2 separate regions of the Cyprinus carpio genome follow, and region 2 is linked to region 1. A link is a contact called in public Hi-C data. All regions are on one chromosome and are shown on one strand. The core of a region is the stretch at or near the end of the contact, and the rest is flanking DNA. Distances in the headings are between cores, read along the strand shown. Region 1 overlaps LOC109106547 (serine/threonine-protein kinase LMTK2-like). Region 2 holds the start of LOC109096998 (parvalbumin beta-like).

Region 1 (7,952 bases), core at 3,642-6,141:
ATAAACATTATTATGGTGAGCAGAATCTGTTATATATGACTAGATGCATGTTTTTCATTAATTGTGTGTTCACAGGGTTCTTCAGCATCCTAATATACTGCAGTGTCTTGGTCAGTGTGTGGAGGCCGACCCTTTCCTGCTTGTTTTTGAGTACTGTGAACTGGTAAGCTATTGATTTATCAGATTTTTATAAAATCTATAATTTTTTTCAAATGTAATTTATTTCTGTAATGTACTGCTGAATTTTCAGCATCATTACTCCAGTTTTCAGTGTCACATGATTCTTCAGAAATCATTCTAATATGCTGATTTGCTGCTCAAAAACATTTCTTATTATTATCAATAGTTGCTTTTCCATTACCCTTTAAATTGCGCAAATTGAAATTTGAATTGAAATTACGCCTGTTAAGTTTTTACGCTCGCATGAGGTGGTTTTTCAGGCAATTTGAAAAAGGAATGTTTTGCAAATCTGCAATGGAATTTTTTTTTCCGCATTTACAGGTCACTTGGTTGTACGTAAAAGTCACATGATCATTCTTTAATGTACTATAACCTCCAGGAAACACCTCATATGTGGCCACTCTCAAGTATAAAGGGCTTTCCTTGCCATTAATGCTTGGATAACCACTTATGTACAGCTTGTTTATACCAGTTTCTGAAGCGTCTCTCCACGCTGCTTCGCTAAAGATAGAAGCATACGTCTCCTTCGATTAAAAAATAATGGCTTGTGCAGTAGCTGCAATATATGTAAACCTGACAAAATCCATCGCCACGACTTATCGCAAGAGAAAAAAATTACGTTTTTGTCACAAAACATCAGTTAATGGAAACACCGTCAAGTCGCAATAGATTTTTATCAACATTTATAAAAAAGCGCAAAAGTTTTGCACATATCTGGAATAGAAACCCAGCTAATGTTAAAAACAGTTGTGCTACTTAACATTTTGTAGAAACCATGCTACATTTTTTCAGGAATCTTTGATGAATAGAAAGTTCAAAAGAACACCATTTATTTGAATTAGAAATCTTTTGTTACATTATAAATGTCTTTAATGTCACTTTGAATTCTTGCTGAATAAGTGTTTTTTTATGTTACTGACTTCAAACTTTTGAACGGTATATATTCTCTGATTTCACTCTCCAACGAAGTTCCTACATAGTTCATATTAGCAATTTTGGGTTGCTTTTTCTCTTCGAGATTAAGACAGGAAGCTAGTGCAAACAAATTGACTAATTTTACAAGAGACTCTTGCAAACCATATTTAATTTGATGGCTATGTAAAAGCACAACTATTCAAATGTACTTCTGCACTATCTTAAAACTAAAATGTTTTGTTTTTGTGCTATCATTGCCATATATTGCATCTGTTCTGACTCTGTTGTACCAGTGAAATGAGACACATATGAGGTTTTTAATTCTTCAGCATCTTGTCTAGCGCTCCAGATCATCTTGTCTTGCACTCTTGTAAGCAGCTGAACTGGCCGTTGTGGAATCTTGTTTCACAGCCACACACGGAATCTCAAATTCTTACCGGACAAGTCTGAAAGCACAGATACTCCAGCGTACCTCACTACTTCATTTGTTCCCAGCACCTTAATTATGCCAGCATCCGTCATAAGTTACACAGCCAGTGTCTGTCAATGGGCTGCTTCTTGCCCTTTGATTTATTTTCTCTTTTTCTTGATCTATTTCGGGTGTGCTGCTTGTGCTTGAGAATGCATGTATGAGAATGCAGTAGGTAGCTCTCCGCTTCCCTCATATCCCAATAAAGCAACAGGGTTGTTTTACTGACACTGGCACCCTCATCTCGCTGCGTTGGTGCATTTTATCACCATGCTGCAAAAGATACTAAGTACTACTAGAATATGATTGTGAAAAAGATTTTCCAGTTAATTTTGCTGGAAAATGTACAAAACTTTTTTTATAAAAAATTTTTTTTGTGCTTGTAAGTAACAAATAATGTAAATAAAAAACACACCTCAAGAAATCATCGTTCTTATTCTGAAGATGTCTTTACACGTAGTTTATTATTTTAGTATCATTGAGATACTATTGTAGTTTTTTTTTTTCTCATAATTTTGTTTCAGTAATTTCAGTGCTGTTTGTCATTTTAATTAGTTATGTTTCAGTATGTCAATATAGTTTTCAATTATTTTTTTTATTTAAGTTTTAATCATTTTAATATTAGTAGTTTTAGTAGTAGAAGTTAAACAAAGTGAAAATGAGAAAAGTTTTCTTTGGAAATAGTTTTTATTTTATTTCAGTTAACGTTTATGTTTTTTCAAGTAACAAACTTTATGGTTTCAGTTTTAGTTTTATTTAACTATAATAATATAATCTGCATGAAGTTACATATCAAATGCTTTTATAAATACTAAAGTGTTGCAATAAAGACACACTGTGTGCTTGCAAGTCTCAAATGTGCTAGTGCAAAGTGAAACAAACAAAAACATATGGCATCATCTAATGACTTCCTTGCCAATGGTTTTACGTGCATGTTGACCACAACGATGGAGTCTTGTTACTGTCTGTTAATCTGCAGAAGCATAATAACACTGAGACATGCCAGTTCACTGCTCAGCGTTTGCACAAACTAACTAAACCATCTGAGGCAATATTCTCTAATTCCTTTCAGTTTCTGCTGAGGTTGACTCCACTCTCGTTCTGTAATTAGTTGATCCCACAGCGGTAGTGGTTAGGAACATTCTGCACACCTGACCAGTTGTTAGGAACGATGTCTGTGGTCTGGGATCCTCTGGGCCTGAGCAGGTGGATGGCTTCGAGCCACACCGCCCGTCTCCAGAGAGACAGAATGAGCTCACTGCAGCCCACTGTTGCGTAATGCAGTCTGGGCCGTTTCCTTAGCTGGTGTTACGGCTCGGGTTTCGACCCAAGCTGTTCCTTCCCGAGTGTAGCTTCACACGAACCTAGAGGCTGAGACACAGAGCTGTTTAGTTGTACGGTCCTACAAAATCCCATCTAAGAAGAATAATGGAGAAGCTTGGGCATTTTAAAGACAGCTTTTCACTGCACAGTTCTGGCTCGATTCATCCCAGACCAGTTTGTGTGGGATGAGTATTCATATTGAGAGGTTTGGTTGAGGTAGTCATTGGTTGTATTCAGAATAGCATACTACTAGTATTATTTTCCAGAGTGTAGTATGTTTACTGTGGACAGTGCAGTTTTTTGACCTACTATGTTTGTCAAAATCTGCAGTATATAACAAGATCAGAATTCAGTGTGTTTACAACCACGTTTTCTCTTTTGAACCTCACATTTCTGTCTCTTTCTTGACTCAGACTGACAAATATAACAATATTTCCAAGATAATGGATCTCATTTGGCTAATTAAAAACATAACAATATTACCAAAATAAAGTAAAACAAACAATAACATTATCACAAAAACAAAAAAAAATCACCCTATACATACATTTTCAGTGTCACATGATCATTAAGAAATCATTCTAATATGCTGATTTGCTGCAAAAGAAACATTATTTTTGTTAGGTTCTTATAATTATCTGTGTTGTGCTGCTTAATAGTTTTGTGGAAACCCGGGTGCATTTAATTAACAGGATTCTTTAATGAATAGTAAGTTCAAAAGAACAACATTTTTTTAAAATCTAAATTTTTGAAACATAATTTCTTACTGTCATTACTGTCTTTGCTGATAAATTTAGTGCTTCCTTACTGGATAAAAATATTAATTTATTTTACAAAACTCTTGCCAACCCTAATCTTTTGAACAGTAGTGTATTTATACAGGTATGCAGTAAGAAGCACGCTAGTATTCCATTCTGAACATACTGCACCATCTCTCATAATGAGAGTCAGCTGCTGCTCTACTGATTTCCAGTTTGTAAGGTGCAGAGGAGGAAGTTCTTTTTTTAACACTGTATGTCCCATCACTGTGATTTTCATATTTTCCCTTATATTAAAATATATGCTCAACATGTCACTCTTCCGAGGTGTAGGGAAGCGCATTTGGATGGCTGATTTTCTTTGTGTTTCGCTGGTAACCGCTGGTAACCCTGACACAGTGCATTTTAGAGAGAAATATAGCTGCAGGGTGCAATTGGAGCTAGTTTGCAGAATGCCAGTTGCTCTCTGATTGAGTGACAGTCTCTCCTGTAAAGGCTTTCTTTAGGGAGCTGCACTAAGTGTATGCGTGTTTATGTTTAAAGGCAGACCAAGCCCCTGGTAAGATTTACTGAGATCTAAAAGTAATCGTATGTTTCTCAGTGCTGTGCACTTGAAATGACTTTAGGAAAAAAAAAAGAAATGTATCAGTATTATCCGTAAGCCATATATCACCCAAAACCAAAAGAAAGAAATTAGAATATTTGCTTGCTTTCTTTCACATTCATCCCTAAAAATTAGTTAGTTTGTTTTTTTTTTTCTCAGAATTTAATGTTAATCACCAATGAGAATAATGGGAATTACAAAGAAATGTTAAAAGTAAAATACAGTAATAATAATGTTGTCATATCATATGTGCAACAAGCTAAATCATACTAAAAATAGGTATCAGTTTCACTTGGCAAAATATAATTTTTCGTTTTTTTTCCTCTTTGGATTTTTAGAAAATTTGCCTCCTTTTGGGTGAACGTTTAGTAACTCAGATACGCTTTTAATCGTGTCATCATAGAGTGGTCATTATAACCAAAGAAGAATCATTTTTAAAAATGGATAGATGAAAGGCAAAACGGTTTGCCTAGCTTTATGTTCTGTGCAAACAAAGCTCCGTTACCAGCTTGCTTGCTTTACAGGTTGACTAATTTCACAGAAAGTTAATCATATATTACATGGCTGCCAGCTGTACCGCTCTTTTCTCCCGCAGCATTCCAAAGGGAGTACTTTGCACTGTGTCGCTAGGAGTCTGAGATATCCGGATCCTCTCCAGACCAGTGTCTACGTCCTCTGTGACTTGTGTAATAATACTCAGCCGTTGAGCGAGTAGACTTAAAATTGTTAAAACGGTTAAATGATTCATCTGACTAGTTAATATATATTTGTTTATTGATGTATGGTTATAAGCCAAAGCTTATAACAAAACAAAAATAAAAAAAAAAAAAAAAAAAAAATCAAAAAAAAAAAAAAAAAAAAAAAAATCAAAGCACAACCAAGAAAATCAAAGCAAATAGAAAAAAGCGAATCAAAGCAAAACAAACAAAACAAATCAAAACACAGCACAGTAAAAAAAAAAAAACAGAAAAAATCAAAACAAAAAGGAAAAATCAAAAAGCAAAACAGAACAGAACAAATTAAATCAAGTGAGTGACTTTTTAAAAACACCACTAACAGCATAAAATTTACTGGACACTCCAACTTATTTTAGAGTCCAACTGGCCTGTAGTCTCTGGCCCAGAAACCCAACAGAGCTGAACAGCCCTGATTTGCCCGCACTGTCTTACTGCTGCTTTTTTATTTTTAAATTACAGTGACACAGCATATAGTAGTCTCTATTAAACCACCTTTCCCTTATTTGGTTGAGTTGCCCATGCAGCAGAACAGCATCTGTACAGAGAGAGAATACTGCCCCTCTGTGGCTGCCGCCCCAAGTTACCTTTCACACACTGGCTGAAAATATAGCCTTCAAACAAACTTGATCATTTAAATCTGAGTGCTGTGATATCTGCTTCCCAAGATGCTTATATTCAGCAGATTGTTTGATTCTGTGGTCGTTAAATGTAATTGAGTGTGTTTGAGTCATGAATGTCCTGTAACTCTTGCCCTTGTGTTTGTGTTTTTGTGTCAGGGGACCTGAAGAGTTACGTTTCTAAGCATGAATGGCTGTACAGGAATGGAGAACTGCTACAGCTGCAGAAAATGGCCTGCGAGATCGCTGCTGGGGTCACCCACATGCACAAGCACAACTTCCTGCACAGGTTAACCATGCAAATATGACCTTCACTTCAATTTACATCTCAAAGAGGCACATACATTACATTTCCATTTCATTTCTCATTGGTTTGACATTGCTTAACCCTTATGCAAACATCACACAATCGTGTTTAAAGCAACTCATGGCATCAATCCGAATGCGTCCAATGCAGCTGCACGTGTGTGTTTTTGTTCAGCCTTTCTGCCTCTGCACTGGCTGGCCTCTTTTTTCCAAAAAAGGCCACGGTGCTGTGAAAGGCAACGTTGCACTTTCATTCTTCCCCTTCCAGTCTTCTGGAGGAAGGCTGAGTTATCTAGGGTGTCTTGCCATGCTGAGCGCGTCTGTACCCTCCCTCATGCTCAGAATATGCTGAAAGGTGTCCGATTGCACAGCTCCCCTGGATTATGGGGTGTTGGCTGTCCACCGCCGCTGAGATATGATGATTCTGTGGTTTTAGCGTAAGAGGATCCCCCCGAATGGGGCGCAGGGGGTGGGCGGGGTTATCTGGCCTTCAACTCCAAAGGAGGCATGGAGATTCCATGCTGTTGTTGTGGCTGTCATGAAAATACTTGAGCTCCTAGATTTTTGAATTCAGAGTTGATTTCCTGCCAAACGCTGTTTGACACTCCCACTGTGGACATCTACATGAGCTGGTTTAGCTGTCTGGAATGGTGCGAAGCCCAAAGAGCAGTGACATCTTTTTAGCCAATTGCATGTGCAAATGCAACTTTTTTAGATCGCTTATGCGCACAAAGGGGTGTTGAACCCTCATTGGTTAATTCATGGGGTCTGAGCATCAGAGGAGAACCAAAGGAGCACTTTAGATTTTGGTGAGATATTTTTATTTTTATGATTGAAGTAACTGGGCATCAGAACAGTAAAGTTCAGACTCCAGTAAAGTTCACTTTGGTGGAGTGACACCAAATCTCACCCTCTACTCAGGCAAGTGCACAGACACCCACTCAACATCAGGTGGCACTATAATAAGAATGTTTTACTAATAACTCCAGAACTGTATTAGCAGGAACAAATTTTACCTCCGATCCCCTAAGGTCTGGCAAATTTCAGTTTTCTGATTTAATTGAAAAAGTCAGTGTTGAATAAACGTCAAAAAAAAAAAAAAAAAAAAAGTCAGTGCTGTTGGTTCAAAACTTTGGGAAACTATACTTTGGAACGATTTGGGACATGGATATTGACATTCTGAGCACAATCACACACCAAATCAAATTACATCAACAGGAGATGCTACAGTATAGTTGAAGCATTGCCGTAACCATTAGATAATAACTGTATTCTTGTGCCAAAGTTGGAAATGTTCTCCCTTTTTCATTGTGCTTGGACATTGATAATTTGTGCTTAATTTGTGCTACATATATAATTTTTTATTATGCATATAGATTTAGCTTTTTTCTTTACTATTAATTTTTCTTAGCTTATTTCTTGTGTTTTTCTTATTGGCACCAGTGTTATTTTAGTACCAATGCTACAATAGTATCTACTTTATATGTCTAATAGTATAGTTTGTCAGTATTTCTAATAAGATTTTATATTTTTTGTTTTAACCGTAATTTTAGTCAAAGTTTTAGTAATTCTGTTGTGGTTTGCCTTTTTTTATATATGTTCATGTAATTTTTATAATTTTTTATTTATTAGTTTATTTATTTTTTGTTATTTTAATGCTTAAACGAAATGAAAAGGAGAAATGTTACTTTGGCAACTAGATTAAAATTATTTTATTTCAGTTAACATTTATTTCAAGTAACAGAAACATTTTTAATGGTTTTAGTTTTAGTTAAGGAGAATAACCCTGTGAATTTTCCATGTATGGCCAAAAGCACAGCTCTGCCTCTCAGTGACCCGCCAACACTACTGTATTTGCCCCTTTTGCCAAGGCCAGAGTGCAGCGTCTAAAATATCTGTCCATTTATCTTGCAGTGGTTTCAGTGAGCATGACAGTAGTCCTGTGCAGTGTGAGCACACTGCTAGTGTCAGCGGTTTCCCGAGAGAGGGTGTAAAAGAGACACTGCTCAGAAAAGATGGGCAAAGCTTAAATCAGAGCTGGCA
Region 2 (7,952 bases), core at 2,468-4,967, 34 kb before region 1:
TTTCTAAAGGATCACGTGACACTGATGCTGAAAATTCAGCTTTGCATCACAGGAATAAAGTACATTTTAAAACATTTAAATAGAAAACAGTTATTTAATATCGTAATAATATTTCACAAAATTAAATCAAACAAATACATCAAATAAAAACATAAAAGGCAAACATAAAAATCTAATCACAAAATTTATTCATTTATAATAGATCAATTCAAACCAAAAAACGCGCTTAATCACATCCAAAATAAAAGTTTTTGTTTACATAATATATGTGTACTGTGTATATTTATTATGTATTTATAAATACACACACACACAGTATATATTTTGAAAATATTTACCTGTATATACATTTATATTCTTATATTTTATATTACATATAAATATATTTAATATAGAAAAATAATGTTTTTCTTAAATATTTGCATGCATGTGTTTGTATTTATATATAGCTTACATAGTAAATATACACAGTATAAGCACATACTGTATATTATGTAAACAAAAACTTTTATTTTGGATGCGATTAATCGTTTGACAGTACTAATTTATTTATTTATTTGAACAAGGGTGAATATTGGCTTGTTGGTGAGTAATCTTTGAAATAGTTTCTTAATAGTTTATAATACATGTACATTCATTTTCATTCATTATAAAGGTCATCATAAAGGTATTGTCTGTTTGTTTTTTTACTTCTTACAGACACCAAACCTTTAAAGGTAGCGTGTTTCATATCAGCTGTGCTTTTACATCCTGTTGATCAGTAAATAGTACATTTTATGTGAGGATTTTTCATTTGTTTTACTAATGCATCTGTCATTATTATAGCAAGTACGTCAGTTTTGCACACGGTGCACCTGCTAGTATCAACTTCTATAAGCATTTACATTGACAGTCATGTTTGAGTGCATCACAAAAGACTGCGTTAATGCCTATTGAGTTGCAGGGCGCACATGGCCCATTTAAATTCATTAGGAAGAGACGTTTGCTGTGACATGTTTTGGGACACTCCATGCGTGGGATAACCCAGCGTGATGCTGCACAGAGAGAAACCCAAGAGCCTGAGGCTGACAAGGACACCGGATACAGAGGTGCTACTTACCCTGCAGCACTGATGTCATGGGCCAGGATGATACCTCATGTCCTATACGGTTACTGAGCAATCATTTATTCATTTACGTTTGCTTATATTCTCTGCAAGCACTAAGTTACACTACATCGATCTCTACTAAGGTGTCTCTTTTGACAACCCTCAGCTACTTTTAGTTTTAGTGTGTCAGACTCTAACTAGACTAGCATGCTATTTCAGCAGGAAGAACAAGTACAACTGCAGTACTATTTAAGGAGCATCACTGTATCCCTAAAAGGTTTACAGTAGTAGCTTAAAGATACACATTACTACTCTAAAGTACTAATATGCACCTTTTAGAGGTACAAATAGGTCTCTTTAAGGGTGCTGCTGTTTTCAGTGTAGATGCTAAAAGCCATTTTTGAATTTTAAAAAGTAAGTAAAAATGTGTGCAATATAGTTTTTTACAATAATAATTATCTTGGGCGTACACTTATTCTAAATATCTGCTTTTACTATCCATTCAGTCATTGTAAAGTAACGCCATCTAGTGGAAGAGTTGAGCTTAAACATAGACGTTTGTTTATTTGTGTATTTGAACAGATCAAAATCGATCAGCTTGTTGGTGAGTAATTACAATCTTTGTAATAGTTTCTTATAAATGTCTCTACTGTCATTTTTGATTAATTTTAATGCATCCTTGCTGAATAAAAATATAAAATTCGTTAAAAACTATAAAACAGCTATTTTAAATTAAGTTAAATAATTTTATGTGAACAGATAGGCTAGGCTTTGGCTTGTAAGTGAGTGATTATAATGTTTGTGAATATAAACGTGAGTCAAGGTGTTTCACATTTGCAGTAACACTGAATGAATGCATGATCCCAAATAATCCATCAAATATTTTTATTTTATTTTATTTCCTGAAATGGAAATGTGGTTATAAACTTTCTGCATACAGCTGGAGTGCAGAGCAGATTTACAAGAAGAAATGAAAAGAGGTCTATACTGAAAAAGAATATTTATTCTTTTCGTATCGTCCGTTCCCGTAAAAGTGCATCAGATTTTACAGTATGCAAAATTCATATTTAAGACAGGAGACACAACCGCTACATTCACAGTCATCGTTTTGACAGTGTGCTGCATGGGAGGAAACTTCTCATAAGCATCATGAGTATAAAAATTATTTATAGTAAGATGAAAATGGGAGGTCTTGGGCAAAGTTGTTCCTTCAGAGCAAGAGGTGTTGTTGGTCAGAAGCAATTTATGCCTTAACCAAGGCAGTGAACTCTGTCAGAAAGAAACAATCAACATGTTAAAATCACTTTTTTGTGTGTGTGTTTTAGTTAAAATAGTATGCATTTGATCTCATCAGCAGTGCATGGGAAGCATAGTGAGGTGCATTTGTTATTTCTATTTTTCAGTGCAGACGAGTGAATGTGACTGACCATCAACTCCGATCTTGCCGTCACCATCAGAATCTCCAGCCTTCAGGAAAGTCTTGGTCTCGCCGTCAGTCAGTGCCCTGGCCCCAGCCTTGAAGTTCTGCAGGAACAGTCTGCAAACGCACAGTTTGTCAGAACAGCTTGAGAAGCCAATCCAGTTTTAGTATTTTAAAAAAAAGGATTTGTTTGCCCTTACTTCAGTTCATCCTCCTCAATGAAGCCACTCTTGTCCTGATCAATGATTGCGAAAGCCTTCTTCACATCATCAGCAGACTTGCTGGTCAGACCGACCTTGGCGAAGAAAGTCTTGTGGTTGAAGGAGTCAGCAGCTGTGTGGGAAACACAGGAGCCTGATAAATACACACTCTTAAAGATCAAGGTGCTTCACGATGCCATAAAAGAACCTTTTTTGTCTAAACGGTTCCATAAAGAACCATTCTGTGGCAAAAGAAGGTTCTTCAGATTCTTTAAAGAACCTTTGACTGAATGGCTCTTCTATGACATCGCTGTGGCATCTCTTATTTTTGATAGAGGACGGTGTGTTGCTTTCGTGCTTTCTCTCACCCTTGCATGCCTCCAGTGCTGCAGTGATGTCAGCGTCGTTCAGGACTCCGGCGAAGGCCATCTTTAGCTAAATGGATGTTAAAACAGGAAATATTACACACAACTTTCATTGATTGATTTCCGAAAGCTCATATGCATTTAGTGCAGTTTGTCTCCTCTAAATACAAGGCTTAATCTAATCACATTTCATTTGTTTCATGCCATCAAGCATGCAAATCGCATACAAACTGCGAAAAGGGAAGCGTGTCAAATGTAGATATGAGTTACGAGGGTGTTAAATCCCAAAGAGTCCGGTGGTGTGTGTGTGACCACCAGCAGGCGAAATAAATAAATAAATAAATACAAAATCCTCAAAATGAAGAGAAAATTTAAGATGCAAAAGGTTTTAATTTCCATTATTGACTGCTCCGGAACTAACTGGATCCAGTTTTTTTTCTTTTCCTCTTGAGAGATAGACTGGGTCCGCCGTGCAAACTCACCTCTTTTGTCTTTTGGTGCTGAAGGTAGTTTCAGAAGACTCGAGCTGTGAACTGCAGTGATCTCCGGGCCCCGATCTCCCCCTTATATACCTTCAGCGACTCCAAATATGAATCGTAATGTAATAGACACCCGCCGGCCGAGGGGCCAGTTGACATGCGCCCTCTGTACTATATTTATCTTCAAAAATGAAGATGCTTAAAAGGTGCATTTGAAAAAAAGTCCATCATATACTCGCATGCTAATAATACACGCTGCTGATAGTGCATGGACATATTCCTATGGACACTTGCTCACCGGGTTATATGAAGGGAGACATTCGGGACACTTTTCAAAGGGGGATTTCTGTTAGTGCTCTGGGTATGGACTCTCCGGTTGTGTTTGCTTATATTTCTGGTTATATTGTTATTAGTTCCATGTAAAATGCATATTTGTTCATTCAGTTGTGATAGTTTGCATGAGGTTTTTGTTTGTGCTTGCAGAACATTAAAAATGTTCTGATTTCTGTTTTTTGTATGAAAAAGGGTAATAAAAAAATCTGTTTTGGTTAACTCCGTTCTTCATTTATTAGCATTATATGTTCATTAGCCTACTTGAATTTATGATATGTTAATCTTGAACTTGAACTGTACTGATATAAAGTTGCTAAATTAATATATGCTTGAAACTTTTTTCCATTGAACTTATCAAAAAGGAGCATATTAGCCTCTCTTAAGCTATTTTTGTGAATGTGCACAGTTTATTATAAAGCGTGTTACTATTAGTTCACTCTTGACAGTTGCATACAGCGTTCAAGCAGCAGAGAGCAGCAGAGTTCATCCAGCTATGGCTGGTTTTACAGTCAGAAACTCTTCTACTTGTTCTACACCGTCGAAAGATTAAACTGAAAGTTGTTTTATATTCGACACATACTCTTTTTAGCATTTCTAAGTAGACTAAAATGTCCGGGTTTCGGCTTTGTTTTCCTGTCGTTTTCAAACGTTCTGATGGAAAAATGACTGACAAGCAGTTTGGCCAATAGCGCGCAGGTATTGCACATAAGCGACCAATCGTGTGCAAGAAGGCGGGATCTACAGAGAAAGGTCAAAGCAACGCAAATACGAGCATGTATGGGGACTGCAGAGATATAAAATTTGGCAATTTTAGTCCATTTTGAAATCCTGGAGGACAAATGGTCACTCTAATATAGAATTAAGGATAATTCTATAAGTTGTATAAAAGCTAAAGGATTTAAATGTCTAATTAAGAATGTAAACAGTTTGATTCACCATTATGGTTAACAGCACATCATTGCAAGAGCATTGCCAGTTGCTCTAATGAAGTCGTGCCCATCGCAGGGCGTTTAATGGGTTTTGGAAGACTGAGCTTGGCTGTCGCTTTGTTTGAGTGTTCGATGAGCTATTCTGAGCATTCAAGAAGCTGCCATGGACTCTAATTGGGCATGCGAAAACTATCCTCTGCAAATCCCTTCCAGTGCATCTCAGCATATCTCCAGGCCTTCCCTCGGCCAGCCTCGTGCCAAGAGCGGCCTGCAGGACATCCCTGACTAAGAGTGCATTATCATGAGAGCCGCCCGGCGGGAGGACATCCGGTCGAAACCCAAAAGACTCTGCTTCAAAGACATGTTACACCAAAACTATATTTATTCCTCGTTTTTCACTCTTCCCCAGAAGTGCATTCAAGATTGTACATGTGCACAAGCCAATGGGCTTGAAATACAACATCCAACTAACACAAACAGTACCCTCATCCAGACACAAAACTGAGTCAACTGTCCAAAGTCAGTCATAAATTAGATCATATAAAAAAGTTCGGCTGAGAAAGGTGTGAGCTGTCGTGAGTTCTGGTTCCTTGGTATTGGAAGGGTCTTGGTCAGATGAAAATTTAAGCCTTTACAAGAGCAGCAAACTCTGTGAGATGAGACAGACATGAAACTAGCGTTAGGCAATTCTGCAAATATCACCAATTTCATTTTCAAATATGGTTAGTGTTGGTAAACTGCACTACTGCTCGTCATCCTACACTACAGTGGAGCTTCAGTGGATGCTGCCAAGTAAACAGACAGTGACAATAAGAAGAATGGTGAGAGAGTTTCGGCTCGGTTAATGCCACTCTTTTAACAACACTTACATTACAATTAATTTTTTTATCTATTTTCTTTAGTTTATATTTGGTTGCAAATTCTTTTTGTCAGCTTGTTAGCTAGGTAAAATAATCTAAAACACTATCATAGATGTTGTTAAAATCACAAGGATGATTTGTTATATATCCGTAAGAATGGGTTAACAAAAAGGTTATTGCAAACTGTCCTTGTAAAGAAAACTTAAAATTAGAATTAGAAAATGTTAAATAATGAATAATATCATGAATAATAAATATATATATATATATATGTGCATATGAATAAAAGTGTAAATATTAAATATATAAGCAAAAATAACATATAAAATTGGAAATTAATTATAAAAAAAAAAAATCAATTATACACATACATTATAAAAAATTAATATGCATTATACATTATACAATGAAAAAAAAAAATACAACTATATATAATCACAAATAAAAAAATTGAAAAACTTATTACAAACTCTAAGAAAGAATTGTGTGAAAAATGTCTAATAATATATCATTTGTAAAATGTCCATAGGAATGAATACATATAAGTAATTATTAAAATATGTATATGTAAAAATATGATTAATATAAAATATGCATGAATGAATAATGTGTAAATATATATGTAAAAATTACATATACAGTGAAGCACATTTCACTTTATTAATTTTTAAAAATTTGCACATTATATATATATATAAAGTATTTAAAGTAAATATTATATATATTATATATATATATATATATATATATATATATATATATATATTATATATATTTTTTTTTTTTTTTTTTTTTTTTTAATAAGTAAATATTAGAATATGTATGTGAAGATTTATATCTACAAATGTAAAAAAAAATTATAATAATTCACCTGGGTTGAAAATATTATTGCAAATTTTGTTTGTAAAGAAACGGAATAAATACATGTGTGGAATAAATATATATTTTAGTAAATATTAAAATATATATGTAAAAAATGTATATCTACAGTTATATCAAATTAATGTTTTTAACAGGCCAGTATAAATGTAGGCAGAGCGAGTAGAAATCTAAAGCAGAAATAATCCTTACTGTTGAGCCCTGAGTGATGGTATGTTGTGATATTACATGGGAAGAGATGCTAAATGAATAAAAAAACTACCACAAACAATTTCAGGCCTTCGATTTCCTCTGTCATTTACTGTAGGCTTATCCAAGCCTTCTCAAGCTCCACTACCAAGCCTAAAAATCCCTAGACTTCCTTTCCTGACTTCCTTTCTAGATCTCATCTGACATGTAAAATGGTGTCAAAATGGCATTTTTCATGTACCTTCAGCTCCAATCTTGCCATCACCATCACTGTCACCAGCAGACAGGAAGGCCTTGGTCTCTTTGTCGGTCAGAGCCCTGGCATCAGCCTTGAAGTTCTGCAGGAACAGCCTACAGGAAGAGCACAGGCCTGTTATTAACCCTGCGACCGCTGCTGTTTTAGAATGATTTATTATGATTCTCACTTCAGCTCCTCCTCCTCAATGAAGCCGCTGTTGTCCTGGTCAATGATGCCGAAAGCCTTCTTGACGTCATCGGCGGACTTGGCGGACAGGCCAACCTTGGCGAAGAAAGCCTTGTAGTCGAAGGAGTCAGCAGCTGTAGAAACACCTCATTACATCATATCAAAAAATTCTGTTATGATCATCATCACCACTATAAAATACTACAAAACACTCAAAAAATTGCACACTTTTAGCTTATTTTTATTTTTCACGTTTTGGAAGTCATCAAAAATACAGAAATATTATGTAGAAGTGTATTGACCAAAAATGTAACTAATAAAAACCATCATTAAGTGGTAACCTGCAATTGTTACCTATTTCTACCTGATTTCATCTATGAACGTATAGAAATTAATGTAGAAATGCATGTTTTTGCTTGATTTGGCAACATTAAGTAATATTGGATAAAACCAGTCAGTTTAGATGTTACCATTTTTTTAAATAGCGTTAAGGGAGTTCCTGTGTAATTTAATATTTAGTCCATTTCATTTATTAAAAAATTACTATTTTATTCCATTTTAAATATTTTTTTATTTTTTTTTTACTTTTTTAAAGAAACTCAATTTCTATAAAACAAATTTCAAGCATTTCTTTGGATTGTTTCAAAATAACTCAAATATAATATAATATAATATAATATAATATAATATAATATAATATAATATAATATAATATAATATAATATAATATAATATAATATAATATAAAATTATAAATGAGTTCCCTTATGTTTCTGTCAATACTGTT

Evidence for each region. A called contact is a pair of places that touch in the nucleus more often than the background predicts.
Region 2: a contact with region 1 is called in a Hi-C map of skeletal muscle, with 2.5 times the contacts expected there. The contact joins the promoter of LOC109096998 here to the enhancer-like site in region 1. A contact is called at or near these places in 4 of 8 Hi-C or Micro-C datasets (liver and skeletal muscle).

Annotation. Positions count from the first base shown.
Region 1 is chrB3:33,105,065-33,113,016 of ASM1834038v1, reverse strand. It overlaps LOC109106547 (serine/threonine-protein kinase LMTK2-like), which reads left to right. Exons shown (of 13, transcript XM_042721407.1): 6 at 76-163; 7 at 5,762-5,892. Among protein-coding and RNA genes, the nearest start is that of LOC109096491, 20 kb to the left of the region's middle. Within about 2 kb of position 4,891, at least 1 of the 8 cell types and tissues checked has an H3K27ac peak or open chromatin away from gene starts, as enhancers often do. A contact at or near this core is called in skeletal muscle, where this site is marked.
Region 2 is chrB3:33,138,005-33,145,956 of ASM1834038v1, reverse strand. It overlaps LOC109096998 (parvalbumin beta-like), which reads right to left and starts at 3,717. Exons shown (of 5, transcript XM_019110691.2): 1 at 3,555-3,717; 2 at 3,076-3,142; 3 at 2,708-2,840; 4 at 2,515-2,624; 5 at 1,956-2,356. The coding sequence starts at 3,136. The coding sequence ends at 2,331. LOC109096999 (parvalbumin beta-like) reads right to left here. Exons shown (of 5, transcript XM_019110692.2): 3 at 7,167-7,299; 4 at 6,983-7,092; 5 at 5,178-5,462. The coding sequence ends at 5,437.